2 separate regions of the Mus musculus genome follow, and region 1 is linked to region 2. The links are chromatin contacts, called in public HiChIP or PLAC-seq maps. All regions are on one chromosome and are shown on one strand. The core of a region is the stretch at or near the end of the contact, and the rest is flanking DNA. Distances in the headings are between cores, read along the strand shown. Region 1 has its middle 10 kb from the start of Gm25369. Region 2 overlaps Mthfd1l (methylenetetrahydrofolate dehydrogenase (NADP+ dependent) 1-like).

Region 1 (7,299 bases), core at 416-2,915, 74 kb before region 2:
AGGAAAGAATGCACCTAAGAACTGTCTGAAGTTGCACAAGGGGCTATTGTTTGTCTCTTGCAGGATGGGTTTAGAGAGACTGACTGCTTCAGCCACAGGAGGGTCTGGCTCCTGGGACAAAAAGGGATACGGGGGTGGGGGGCTGGAGTAAAGTGATCTAGAAAATGGGAATGGTAGTGGGACACCTGCAGGACATTTCGGAGTCCTCTGCACAGAGAGTCTTCTTCATCCAGTTCACATCAGATAAAATACCTTTCATCCTACTTGACCATGGAGCTAGGGACACATGTGGTCCAGTACAGACACTGAGGCATTTGACAATACTATTTGACAAAAGACAGTTCAACCGAGGAAGGAACAAAACTACCTGGACATGTCCCGAGGGCATCAGTTTTCAGTTTATATATTGTTGAGGAGACTAGGTGCTTTAAGTGGATATGAGTGAATTGGAGCCACACACTCAAATGAACATGAACAAATAAGACTGCCGGTGTCCTCTGACAGTATGCGCCAGTATGGACAAGGGGCAGAGGGTACAGGTTGTTTTGGTAGGGATCCATGTTTGAGTACTGGTAGTGATGGGGTAGGAGTTAGGGTTGGGGTAGAAGTAGGGGTAGGTTTATTTGTAGGTGTAGGGGGAGGGGTAAGGTAAGGGATAAATGTAAGGTTAAGGGTAAGGGGGTGTTTGAATTCAGGAAGTTGTAGCAGTGTTAAAGGGCTCCTGGGTGAAGTGGCAGTCAACCATTACATGAGACTGCAGAAGAGGACAGGCAGTGCCCAGTGGATATGATTTCACCTAGCGTTTGACTAAGACTTCTGTCTGAATGCTGGAGGGCAGTAGAGAAGCCTGATAGGTGTGAGGGTATAGTTCAGTGGTACAGCACTTGCCTCGTATGTGTAAGGTCCTGGGTTCGATTCACACATGTGCACATGCACATACACAGAGGGAGAGGGAGAAGGAGAAGGAGAGGGAGAAGGAGAGGGAGATGGAGAAAGAAAAGAGGGAAGAGAGGAAAAGAGGGAGAAAGGAAAAGAGGGAGAGAGGGAAAGAGGGAGAGAGAATAAATCTCATGCTCACTGCCATTTCCCATGATGCAAGTGTTCACCTCAGCACGCAGGAGGGCCTCCCAGATCACCCTTTGCAAACTGCTGCTTCCTTATCAGGGGACTTACCCAGTTTCCTCTTTCTTGCTCAAACTGAGCATAGGGTTAAATACAGAACTCCTAAACTGGCCATGGAGGCACAAGTCTGCAGTCCTAGTTCTTTTGAGGTAGAGGCAGCGGATCAGGAGTGCAGGGCCTCCTCAGTTATGTGGTGGCTACACAAACCCTGTCTCCAGAAAGAGAAAAAGAAAAATTAACCGTTGAAAATGCATGTATTTGGATCCCTCTCCACACCTCTTCTTTTGCCCTTTAGGGCTCAAGCACACACACACACACACACACACACACACACACACACACATACACACACACACACACACAGAGGCAGGGGCTGGATGCCATCTCTCACCCTGTACAGGACACAGGGGGGCCCTTTCCTGAAGGAATGCAAGGGGACATCCTGCCCTGATAGAAAACTCCTGTATTTTACTTCCTGTCCTATGGCCGAGAGCCCTGTTCCTAGCTAGAGTCCTGGCCTTTGTTGCCTCCCTTCTTCCTGTTGGCCCTTCCTCTCCTTGTTGTCCTTCCTGTCTCTACAGGGCAGGGGACATTGGGTGGGAGGACAGTCCTTTGCAAAGGAGATAGATACTTTTCTATGGCTCTGACTCCATCTCTCTCCTCACTCCATAGCAGCTGTCACCTGTGCATCTGGCCCCAGAGACCCCAACTGCCCTGCAGGGCTAGGCCAGTTCCTCTGTAGCCTGAGAGCAACAGGGTACACTCTTCTCTGCACTTTGCTTCCTCAAGCTCCTCCTCTGATGATCTCCATTTTCTAAACTGCAGGACATTCAGGGGAGGGGGAGGGGGGAGGGGGAGGGTAAGGGCAATTTGAGAAGGGCAGCAGTGGAGTGGAGGGAGAGAGAAGGGCAAGAACAAAGTATGTGTTAGAATGGGATGATGAAGTCCTCTTGGATGCTAACTATTCCACCACTAAAGCCCACACAGTGTGGTCATCTCTCTCAGGCAAGCTTGTCCACCTGGTTCCCTGGCTCTATAACAATCGGTTATCCTGAGGCACAGAAGTTTCTTTGTTTGCAACCTAGGCAATTCTGAGGCAGAGCCCTTGGCAACAGGTTGACATCCATTGCATATGGCAATTGCATATGGCACAAACTGGTCCTGATGTCTACCTCTGTCCCCTGGTCCAGTCTAAGCCCCCTTGATCTTATGGCCCTGCAGTTTCAACAATCTCTCTTTGTTTCCAGAGCGACTGGTTGGGTGAAGTCAGACTCCTTTGTCTGAAGTTTTATACCTAGCATGTCTGAGGAAATAAACCCTTGGGCATGTCTGTTCAGGCTTTCCTGGATCAGGTTGATTGGGGTGGACTCACCGTACATGTGGCTGGCACCATCCCCTGGGTAGAAGGTCTCAGACTAAACAATAAAGGAAAAAGCAAGTTGAGTACTAACTAGTACTCATTTCTACTTCCTGCAGATCCAGTGCAACCCAATTGTAATGGCTATTTCTGGTTGTCAACTTGACTATATCTTAAATGAACTACCACAATCCAGAATTGGAAGGCTCACCTGTGATCCAGATCTTGAGGCTGGGAGATACAAGTGTCTGAACTGGATCTTGGCATGGAGATCTTGAGGCATAGCGGCTATGAATCCCAGGAGACTAAGGCAAGGAGATCTCTGAGTTCAAGGTCATCTGGGACAAAGCAAGTCTCAGATCCAGGTACACAGCTTTAATTTGGGCCACACCTTCTGCTGGAGACCTACATAGGGACATTGGAAGAAGGAAGATTCTCTCTTCTCCTCCTGCTTGCCTTGTGGGACTGAGCAACTGCTACATCCTTGGACTTCCATTCACAGCTGATCATTGTTGGGGAGTTGGATTGTTAAGTCACCATAACAAATTCCCTTACTATATAGAGACGACCCATAAGTTCTGTGACTCTAGAGAACCCTGACTAATACACCAACTGTCTCATACTTCACTGCCTTCTTCCCCTCCATGATGGACGGTGCCATGGAAACAAGAGTCAAAATAAACCTCCCTTTCTGCCTTGGGTTGCTTTTGTCAGGTTATCTGTTATAATAACAAGATGATGAGCATCTATGTAGTAACAAGATGATGAGCATCTATGCACAGTGGCTGCCAAGACAGTTCCCATTCCTAGATTGAAGGACTCTAGTGCCTTTTAAGGACTGACCTTTTCCTATGCTGGCAAAACAATGGTCACAACAAGGCTGTTCAGATGCTGACTGTCTGTAAGGCCCTGGCCTGTAGGATGCTAGTAATGGAAAGTGGTACAATTTTGAGAAGACAGAGCTTAGTGGGACACCCTTGAGTCACTGGTGGCGTGTACCCCAGATGGGTTTTTGAGGTTCCTGGACTTCCTTTTTGTCTTTGTTCTCTGGCCCAAAGCAACCAGCTCAATGGTTTCTGGATTGGAATCATTGAAATGCTGAGCTTGAAACAAAGCAAAAAAACAGAACCCTTTCTTTCTGTAAATTCATTGTTTCAGGCATATTGTTATAGTTACAGAAAGTGGATGCACAGTAGGCCAAGAGCAGCACAGTGTTACTGACTGGTGTGCTAGCTCTGCTCGCTGAGCAACCTGCACCAAGTCTGGCTCTGCTACCTTGTAGACAAGTGACCTAATATCCCTGCAATCAGTTTTTGCATATTTTTAAAGAGGACAATGATGCTAATCTGTTTCTTAAGTGTTGTCATTAAGTGAGTTGCTGTGCCAGGTACATAATAGATGCTTAGTTAGTGATGGTCAGTTTTTTGTCAACCTGACATGAGTGAGGGCCATCTGGGAAGTGGGAACCTCACCTGAGAAATTGTCTCCATCAGATTGGCTAGTAGGCAAATCTGTGGAACATTCATTTTCTTGACTGATGTGGGAAGGCCGAGCCCACTGTGGGCGGTGCCACGCCTGGACAGATTGTCCTGGGTGGTATAAGAAAGCAGACTGAGAAAAGCCATGACAAGCAGGCCAGGAAGCAGTGTTCTTCCATGGTCTCTGCTTCAGTTCCTACTCCCAAATTTCTGCCCTGCTTGAGCTCCTGCCTTGTCTTTCCTCAGTGATGGACTGGGCTCTGAATGTGCAAGCCAAATAAACCCTTCCTCCCCAAGTTGCTTTGGGTTATAGTCTTTATTAAACAATCTTCAAAAAAATGTTTTTCCCTGGCAATGGATGTTCTGGATTGAGAGCTACATCTCTCCCTGTAGACCATCATGGCTGGGTCATATGGATGAAGATGAGATTCCACTTGGCCGGTCTTATCAGGAGTCCCTGAGGTACCATGTGTGGGTTGATCCCCTGTCTCTGGGATTTGGTATGCTGCAGGGAAACATCTGGAACATTCAGACCAGCTGGAGGTAGCTTTAGGTTTGGACGGTGGCCATTCTCACGAGGCATCCCAACTACAGCAATTCTGGCTTTCAACTTTGGCTCAGAAGCAAAGGGCGGTGGGAGGAGTTATCTGGGAGAAGGAAGATGCAGAGAATGAACAACCTCCCTTGTCATTTGGGAGTTTTCAGAGAGAAGGGCTTTAGTCTTAAACTCTCCCCTAGGGGCCCAGATGTTTCGCACAGCTCGTTATCAATCGGCAGTCACTGATTGATGGAGGTGATTGTGCACCACACAAGAGCAAGTGTGGCTTTGACTGCAGACACCCCAGTTAGCAGATAAGCACTGGAGATGCTGGATTGGCCCCATTTTCTGTATTTTGGGTTTAGCCAGACATGTCTTCCCTGAGAGAAGAATGAGCTTTGGGCAGCAGTGCTTTCATCTTGTAAATTCTGGGGGCTGGTGGTAAGAGATAGTTATGGACATCTTTGGGGGAACTCTATGGCTTCCAAAGCTGCTTTAGGTATGGTAGCTTCCCAACCACAGGCTTCCTCCTCATCCTTCCTGGTGTGAGTAGAAATGGCCAGTGTCAAAGTAGGAGCGGCAGCTAAGTCCTTTTCCCTGTGAAATCACATGGTTTTCTCTACTAGGTACATGGGTGAGTACTGGGGGGGGGGGGGTCCCAGCTGTTAAGAGACAGGGTCCAAGTTCTGATGTCAATACCATGTCAACAGGGGATGTGAACATTAAACAACCTTCCACTCTGGTCTGGAGGACCTGGGCCTCTTGTCTTCTCACTAGATCTCTCCCCTAAGGCATCGTTTTGAAGGGCAGGTCTAGAGAATGGCTGCCTGCAGAAGGCCCTGGTGACAGAGACTGACTCTGCTGACCTGAAAGGTAGTGGGGCCCTGAAGAAGGGATGGCTGTCTGGAAGTTTGTACTTCTTCCAGTGTCCTTGTTCTGGCTGACAATTCCTAATCAAGCCCAGCTGTGACTTCTTGTGGAAGTCTTTCCTGCTTATCAACGTCTGAGCTGGCTACATGGCCTGGTGGCCTTTGGGTCTCTTCACCACCCTGCCACTTCCTTGAACACACAATGCTCTAATTACCAGCTTCCTGCTGGTCTTTGGCTCCTTGAGCGTCACAAGGTAGGTCAGACAGTCTGAAAGGTTCACCTGACATCTATCTTAGCATGGTGCCTGGACCATGGCAATCTATTCTGTATATCAGTTTCATGGAAAAAAAAATAGCGGATGGATAAATACCTTGACTTTAGCTACGAGGGAGGCTGAGACAGGATGATGGTGAGTCCGAGGTCAGCCTATGCTGACTATAGCATATGCCACATAGTGAGGACTCTCATCTCAAAGAATGAGAAGCAGGGAGAGGAAGAAAGAAAGAAGGAAGCAAAGGTTAGAGAGAAAAGATGAAGTCTGGGACCCCGGGATCACTCAAATATAAGCCTAGCTCTTTCAGCCAAATATTGGGGAGGGAGAGCTTGGCTTTTCTCTCAATTTCTCCACTGATCTTTCTGTTTGACTTGGGGCAATTTTATATATGGTTTCTGCAGCCTCTTTCTTTCGTGTTTAAAATGAGGCTAATTATAGACTTGTGGTAAAGTTCAAATTAAATAAGGTGCCGTAAAGACTCTTGCCAAAATGAGCTATAAAAATGTTTACATTTAAAGCATAGAATTAAGGGAACTTAAAAATGATGGAAGCCACTCTGCACACACTGTTTCTATAATCATCCCTTCACACGATGGCTGCTGTCCAGATACACTGAATAGTGTCACTTCTCATTTCACATCTTCCCGGGAACATCATTTGGCTCTATTTGGAGCTAGGGTCAATGCAGAGTTGTCGATGTGGTGAGTTGAGCTGAGTGCTGTTAAGCTAGAATCAAGTGGTATGCTTAGGCAAGGGGAAAAAACTATCTGGAATGGAAAGGTTTAAGAAAAGAAGAGGTGGTGTCAAAGACCAACCAACATGAAGGACACGTGAAAAAAGCCATGAAGACAGCTGATACTTGATAGGCTAATTAAGAAACAAAATAAGGGGTTCAAGAGATGGCTCAGTGGTTAAGAGCACTGACTGTTATTCCAGGGGTCCTGAGTTCAATTCACAGCCACCACATGGTGGCTCACAACCATCTGTAATGGGACCTGATGCCCTCTACTGGTGTCTGAAGAGAGGGACAGTGTACTCATATAAATAAAATAAGTCTTTAAAAAGAAGTGGAGTTGAACAGAGGTACTCTGCATTGGTAGATAAAGCTGGTCACTGAAGCTCTAGGTAATTAGCTCGAGGTTATTACATGAGAATCCCAATGCCATGGGTAAGGTTGAGAAGCCTAAAGCTCCCAAACAACACAGGCAATCGCCACTGTGTTGGTTGCCCACCAGAACAAGATAGTAAGACTCTATTGCTGAGAATGGCACATGCCTTGATCACAGGACACAGACCAAACTGGAACTAAGCTGGAAGCTTCCTTCCCACAAGCCAGTCTTCCTAGTGCCTGAGGGTACTGTGTAAGGTAGCTGAGGGAGAATTGTCAATAATAATCTTACTCAGCTGTGGACTCTGTGTGCTACAATATTAATACTACAGGATGTGCAATGGAGGCAAGTCTGTTATTGGGTTAACCAACCAAATTCTTACTGTAGTTGACATCTGCTACTCTAGGAGGAGTTTACATCTATATTGTAAACGTAATCAGAAGTCTGTAATGGGGGAGGTCACAAGTCCCAGTGGACAAACTATTGATGTTGTTTTGTTAAGTGGACACGATACGCCTATCAAATTGCCTTCCAGGTTCTTGGTGAGATAC
Region 2 (6,783 bases), core at 3,925-6,424:
GCATTTCCCATTCCCATTCAACCCAGTATTCGTGGCTGGCTAATTTAGCAGACACATACTCAGTTTATCTTGTAAACGGTTATGAAGTCCAGATTCTATCAGTTAAATTTCTCTGCACACTGCCGTCTGAGTTTTACAAAAGGGTATTTTCTTACAAGTTTATCTTTTCTTTCTCATTTATTCTTCCCACTGAGCCCTCCGACAGACTCTGAGGGTGGCCTATTACTTTTTTTTTTTTTTTTTGCAACATTAGCATTTTGGCTTTAATTTTATTTCATTTGCATAAATGTCCCCTGCTTCTGATTATAGGATTCTTGGCAAAGCCCGTGGGTAAGGAAGTGTGATAAAGAGGGACAGACTATGACAAATGCCGGAAGCACAAGATGACTTGACGGGTGTCTCTCAGGCGCTCGAGTGAACAAGGGTGTATTTTTGCTAACATTCCTATGCCTGAAATCCAAACCAAAACCCCCGGGAATGAAAACAAGGAGGCCAAACGTGGAGGTGGGAGAGAATGGAATCAGATCGTATCAATCGCTAGAGAAAACAATAAGTTGATAAAGCTGATTGCAGGCTGGGCAGAGAGCGGCTAAATATGCAGAAAGTAAAAGAACAAGGTTCAACTCTAGTCTGGGATTGTAGCTCAATGGGAGAAGGCTGGGCGAGCAAGTGTAAGGCTGCATTCCACCCATCACAGAAAGAGAAGCCTGCCACTCAGGAGGCATCATCTCTCCCCTCTCGCTCTTTCCATTTCCCCCACATTCCAGGTTGGCCTTGAACTCCCATTCTCTCCCACTCTTGCTCCTTAAGTGGTGGAATGTGCCACCACACACAGGTAACATGGGGACTGCTTTCATTTAAGTTAACTCTGGGTTTATGCAGAGAAGAATTTGGCTTTCATCTAGGGAGGAAAAGATTGAAACAAGGGGATGGGACCCAGATGACCTTTTGTAGCAGAAAGGCACTGGCCCGGTGAGTCACACAGCGCTTTCTCCTCTTGTTGGTCAATAGTTTTTGGAAACTGAGGACACCAGTCACCGTCCTCTCCCTTGGACATAGCATGCTGAATGGACAGGAAGGTCTCCTCTGTTTCTGGGCAGAACGTGGGATTTCCCTGAACGGAGGCACGCTGCCATGCAGGCAGAGGACCCCCTGTCAGTACACCACGTCAAGAGGAAGCTGCTGATGTAAGGGCCATGTCTGAGGGAAAGCAGGAAACTCTGATGTTAGATAGGGAAGCAAAACGTCACAAGGTAGGGAAGAGGAGGGAACTGCCAAGGGCTCAGCCAGGGGCCACAGGCCACACGGAGCTGCATCATTCCCAACTCAGGGTGTTACAGATGCCAGGAGCTAGGGGCACCACAGAGGGGAACGTGTTTTGTTGAAACTTTTGTGAAGCAGGCTGGGAGTTTCTCCACTGAACTATGGGGCAGGAGAGCAAGGGAGAGGGGTGTAGGTGATTTTGCAGGAAGTACATTGTGTGTGAGCTCCCCCGATGGACAACCTGGGCTGGTGGAGTTCACCGCTTTACTATGGTTTGTACGTCTCACTTAGAGCACGGCTTGGGGAGTGTTTGCTTTTCTCACTGTGTAAATAAAAGTCTATCTCTGGAAAATGGCACAAACTGTCCCTCCGATTGAAATCTACAAGGTCTGAATGACTTCACCTTCGCCGGTGGGCAGTGGAATTTAGAAAGCGCTTGGCTAACCATGCATCCTGAAGTGGAGGGGGTGGCGGGTGGGGATGCATCCCAGCAAGCTGACCTGAATCAGCGCAGCAGGCAGCTCTACATTCAGTACATACTTAGAGAGCAAGGAGGGAAAACAGAAGGAGTTCAACGGAACGTGAGAAAGAACAAACCGGCAATGCCTCTGGAGGGTGAGGCCGGGGCTTGCTGTGTTTACCCCGCAACCCCTGTACCGGGTCCAGTAAATCTCCACCCAGCGTCATCTGGGTATGACGTCACTGATTCCCCCATTGGCTCTGGCAGCTTCCTGCTTTCTGGGGGCCAGCTAGGGCAATGATGTCAGGGGTGCACCTGGTAGTGGTACGGTGTGGCCAGATCAGGTCACCCATAGGAGAGACAAAAGCCATAGCAAGTTGAAGCTGATTTTTTTTTTTTTCTTTTGAGACAGGGTTTCTCTGTATAGCCTTGGCTGTCCTGGAACTCACTTTTTAGACCAGGCTGGCCTCGAACCCAGAAATCTGCCTGCCTCTGCCTCCCTAGTGCTGGGATTAAAGGCGTAAGCCACCACAGCCCAGCACGAAGCTGATCTTCTAATCGTTTGTCCCGGAGACTTCCACTTTGGGGTAGGTCCACCTTGGCTCCTCCCCACAAGGAGAGAATAAAAAAGGAGTGTGCACATGCATACAGAATCATCTTTTAGGATCTTTTAAGGATTCTCCTTAGGCAGGTCGCCGAGGGAATGGACTAGAAGACAGAAGGAACCAGATGGACAGCCACTGCGTGTCACGGATGTCCCTGCCTCAGTGTATGCCTTCCTCATGAGTCTTTGAGACAGATTCCCAGCAACTCTTAGAGATACCCTATATGGTGCTAACTACCCCATAAATACCACTAGATGGCTTAATTTGTTCTGGATGAATTGTAAGATTGTTAAAGTCCAAGATTCCAGTCAAGATTATCATAAAATCCTCCAGCCCTGCCAGACGTGGTGGTGCACGCCTTTAAACCCAGCACTCAGGAGGTAGAGGCAGGCAGATTTCTGGGTTCGAGGCCAGCCTGGCCTACAAAGTGAGTTCCAGGACAGCCAAGGCTATACAGACAAACCCTGTCTCAAAAACAAAAACAAAAACCAAAAACCCAGCCCTGTATGTCATAAACCTGACTTAACAAAAAAAAAAAAAAAAAAAGAATTCAGTCTAGGCATAGTAACTCATACAACGGCAGCATTTAGAAGGCAGAGGAACTGTGAGCTCAAGACTAGCCTGGGATGTATAGGGAGACCCACCAACCAGCCACCAAGAAAGCCACCTAGAAAGAACTCCCACTGTAAATTCCTTCAGAGTCCTTTGTTCGAAGCCTCGATGTGATATCAAAGAAAAACAGTCACAGAAAAAGCCAACTTCAAATGGACATCTGTTAAGAATTCAAGCTTGGTTGGATACCTCTCCATGCTGTTTTGGAAATGTGTAACTGCTTAGGAAAGCTCTTTGAGAAGAAAGAAGTCCTTTGCCCCCGTCTCCACCCCAACACCGAGTGTAAGAAGAGCACGGGACTAATTAACAGGGAGAAATCTCTGGGTTTTCTCCCTTTTGCAAAAACAGGGAACACATTCAGACACACCACCTTCAGAGAACATGTCTCTTAGGGCCACTTCAGCTCCTTCCCCTTGCTTGAACGCAGCGCGCCGCTTGCAGAACATGACCAGCAGCCCAAACAGGCAAGACGGAGACATGGGGTCAGATCCCACACGCTGGGGAACTCTGATTCTCCTGAAAGTGTTTGGCCCAAGTTAAATATTGTTCTAAGTGCTTATGGTTTATCATTTCCCCATTTATCATATTTTTTATGTTATAAAAGTGATATACGCTACTTCACACTAAGGGTTTGGTGTGGTCTTTCTGGTCCTTTCTCTAAGGAATTTATGTTCCAACATTACTTCACATATATGGCTTACAGAGTAAATAATATTTCATGCCAAGTGATTAAAGAGGCTTTGTAAATAATTAAAGGCTGAACCAATGTGATAGGACAGAGAACACCTGATATATATATCACGAATCTCTTTCATCATGAGATTATTTTTTGAAAAGTTACACAGGCTCTTGGGTTTATTGGCTATTATAAATCACCAGCTCCAAGGAATAGAGTAGTTTATAAAATTTGAGGTTGGGAAAATTATAAGAAAGTATTTGCTCCTTCTGCCCCTGCTCAAAAAAAAAAAAATGCATTTGGCAAATGATTTCTTAGGAAAAGAGGCACTGAGGTGTGCACTATACCAGTTGACAATCTTTTATTATTTCGTAATTTTCAATAATATGTTGGGGAGAATATGTATATGTAATGTCATCCTAAAGAAGCAGGGGCACCCAGGAATACGTTCCTTAAATTCTTTTACAATAATTAATTTTGTGTATGGGTGTGTGCATGCATGTGTGGCATTCTGTGGACAATTTTTAGGAGCAGGGTCTTTCTTCCTACCATATGGGTCCTTGGGATTAAACTTGGGATGTTGTTAGACTTGGTAGCAAGCATCTCTATCCACTGAGCCATCTTGCCAGCCCAGGAATGCATTTTTACATAGGGACAAAGAAAGTGACTGTAGAAAAAATACTTGGCTACCCTCACACATCCAGAAAGTCTTCGGGATGGTGAGCCGAGGGGTTTCTATAAAAAAATCAATCGTGGGGAGGTGAAATGGGCCAGAGAAGCCTCCACACTAGCCATTAGAAAGTGTTAATCAGCACCAATTAAAGCAATTACCAAACAGAATGCGATGTGACAGCTCAGCCCCAAAAACACAGGCGACAGCTAGGCAAGGAAGGAAGTTCAGGTAGGTGTCCAGCCGCTAATACCCAGAAGGACAAAGAGGTGACGCCTTTCCAGCATTCCCCATGTGATTTCCCAACACCAGTCAAGCTGACCCCAGTTACCACTCGCGGGTGGACTGGCTTATGCTGGAATTCTTTGTTTTCAAGACTTAAGCAGCAGCAGAGGTACAGAAGGGCTATCTGCCTGCCTTCAGGACACACCAAGAGGGGACCTGCCCCTGTGTTCTAAAGCTCACAGTGTTCTGTCCATGTTGGACATTTATTTACCAGAGTCTCTGTACCAGAAACCCACACGGGAGGTAAGGGACCGCGTTCTTCCCCATGCATGCTGGAGGTACCATTAATGACTTGCTGAATAAGAGAATGAATGAATGAATGAATGAATTCTATTGAAGAATGGAGAACAGTTCTGATTGTGGACGTCAGGGAGTGGGGATTGGAGGTTAGCCTTGTATCTCAGTATCTCCGATGCCTGATAGCAATTGAATGTGGAATGACTAAGCATAACATTGCTTCATCCAGCTAGAATTTTCCCACCTGCAGGGGTCAGTTCCCTGAGTGTCATCCCGCCCCCCACCCCCCATTCCTTCTCCTTAGTCATCCCACCAGGAAGTTACCACAATGTCTCTCAGAGGAGTGATGAATGCTTGATGCATTCCAGCAAGTCTGTGGGAGGGCCCAGAGTGCGGACAAAGAAAGTAAATTCCACCCTTATTAGGAGATCCTGGCCTCCTGGGGGAATTTGCCCAGCTTGCATATGGCTTCCTGTACTGTCACAGAGTGCCTCCAAGTGACAGTGTCCTGCCTTCCTGGACCCCCTTTACTTAGGCCTCACTTCCTTCCTGATTCCTCAGGCCTGATTTCGGGCAGGCAGGGACACTCCCTCTGTCCCTGAGAGCAGCCACCAGGGGAACTTCTGCGTTGAGATAACGTCACTGATGGCTCACTCCAGGAAACCTGTGAGTAGCTGCTGCTGCTCCAGGACTGTTCCATGCATTCATTTATTACAGGTCATAAGTCAGAGAGCCAGGCCCAGGAACAGGCTGGGGGAAAGAGTCCACGCTGATTTTACAGGACAGCTTTGGTCTTAGCCTGGCCATGGAGGTGGGGGTGGGGTGGGGTGGGAGATTCACCACAGGACCATCTTCCTGGCTTCATCTATGTTTCTAAGAGACTTATTTCCTATGTCCCGACAACCTTTCAAATGAGCTAACACTAGACTCAATTCTGTCTACCAATCAGCTTCTTCCCTATGTTCAGGGTCACAAGGTCTCTCTCTCTCTCTCTCTCTCTCTCTCTCTCTCACCCCCCCTCTGTCTCTCTCTGTCTCTCTCTCACTCACACACACACACACACACACACACACACACACACATAAGACAAGGTCTCACTATATAGAGCACGGACTCAGTATGTAGATTAGACTGACTAGTCTCGGACACACAGGGGTCTGTCTGCCTCTGTCTCCTCAATACTGTGATTAAAGGTATACACCACTGGCTTTTTCTAATACTTTACTTAATAATAGTGTGACTCCTGAAAGCCACTACACTAAAATGTTTCCTTTTATGTTTAAATGTGAAATGTCCCCACTTGACAATTTTATATTATTTCATACTTTTCAATAACATGTTGGGAATAAGATGTATGTGTAATGTCATCCCAAAGGGACACACAAGATGTGTTGAAGAAGGAAACAGAGGGTGGGCCACTGATTCCCCCTCACCCCTGGGGTAGCTGTTAGGGTCCTGGCTACTGTGAGCAGCCAGCCCCAACTTGCCCATAGAAATACAATATCGTAACTCTGAGTTGCAGCAGAAGTCGGTCACTGGGCCACACTGCTGCTGAGTCAGCAGACAGATCTTGAGACCACTCACTCTCTTCTCTCTCCCAGAAGGAAATTCACTTTATGCCTCTGTGGCTCCTGAACACATGATCTGAAAATAGAAGGGCCTGGCCCGAGATGGCAGAGGTGTATTTTCACCCTGTTATTGGTGGAAGAGTGCTTAGAAAACCAGCAAAAATTGTCAATTCCATCCTGCTGTGTGATTCGTAGAGTTGGCAGAGCATGATTAAGACGTGACAGCAACACAAACTAGGAATAGCTTTGAGGTCTGGTACTCACCGTTCCCACCAAAGGATAAATGAACCCAGCCCCGATGCTGGCCCGGACATCACTGATGGGCAGAGTGAAATCCCTCGGCACTCCCTTTTTGTCAGGTTCATGAGAGAGAGAGAGGTGGGTCTTCGCCATGCAAATGGGCAAAT

What was found. HiChIP or PLAC-seq counts read pairs in DNA pulled down with a chosen protein or histone mark.
Region 1: a contact with region 2 is called in an H3K27ac HiChIP or PLAC-seq map of the HPC-7 cell line, with 6 times the contacts expected there. The contact joins two enhancer-like sites. A contact is called at or near these places in 4 of 39 promoter capture datasets (the C10 cell line, the HPC-7 cell line, hematopoietic stem and progenitor cells and 1 more), 2 of 484 Hi-C or Micro-C datasets (the N1E-115 cell line and embryonic stem cells) and 1 of 115 datasets of contacts at active chromatin or transcription factors (the HPC-7 cell line).

The regions. Positions count from the first base shown.
Region 1 is chr10:4,176,442-4,183,740 of GRCm38.p6, reverse strand. No RefSeq gene overlaps it. Among named protein-coding and RNA genes, the nearest start is that of Gm25369, 10 kb to the right of the region's middle. Within about 2 kb of position 1,665, at least 20 of the 459 cell types and tissues checked have an H3K27ac peak or open chromatin away from gene starts, as enhancers often do. A contact at or near this core is called in the HPC-7 cell line and hematopoietic stem and progenitor cells, where this site is marked.
Region 2 is chr10:4,106,387-4,113,169 of GRCm38.p6, reverse strand. It overlaps Mthfd1l (methylenetetrahydrofolate dehydrogenase (NADP+ dependent) 1-like), which reads right to left. Exons shown (of 28, transcript NM_172308.4): 26 at 6,641-6,783. Among named protein-coding and RNA genes, the nearest start is that of Gm25515, 5.5 kb to the right of the region's middle. Within about 2 kb of position 5,174, at least 136 of the 459 cell types and tissues checked have an H3K27ac peak or open chromatin away from gene starts, as enhancers often do. A contact at or near this core is called in the HPC-7 cell line and hematopoietic stem and progenitor cells, where this site is marked.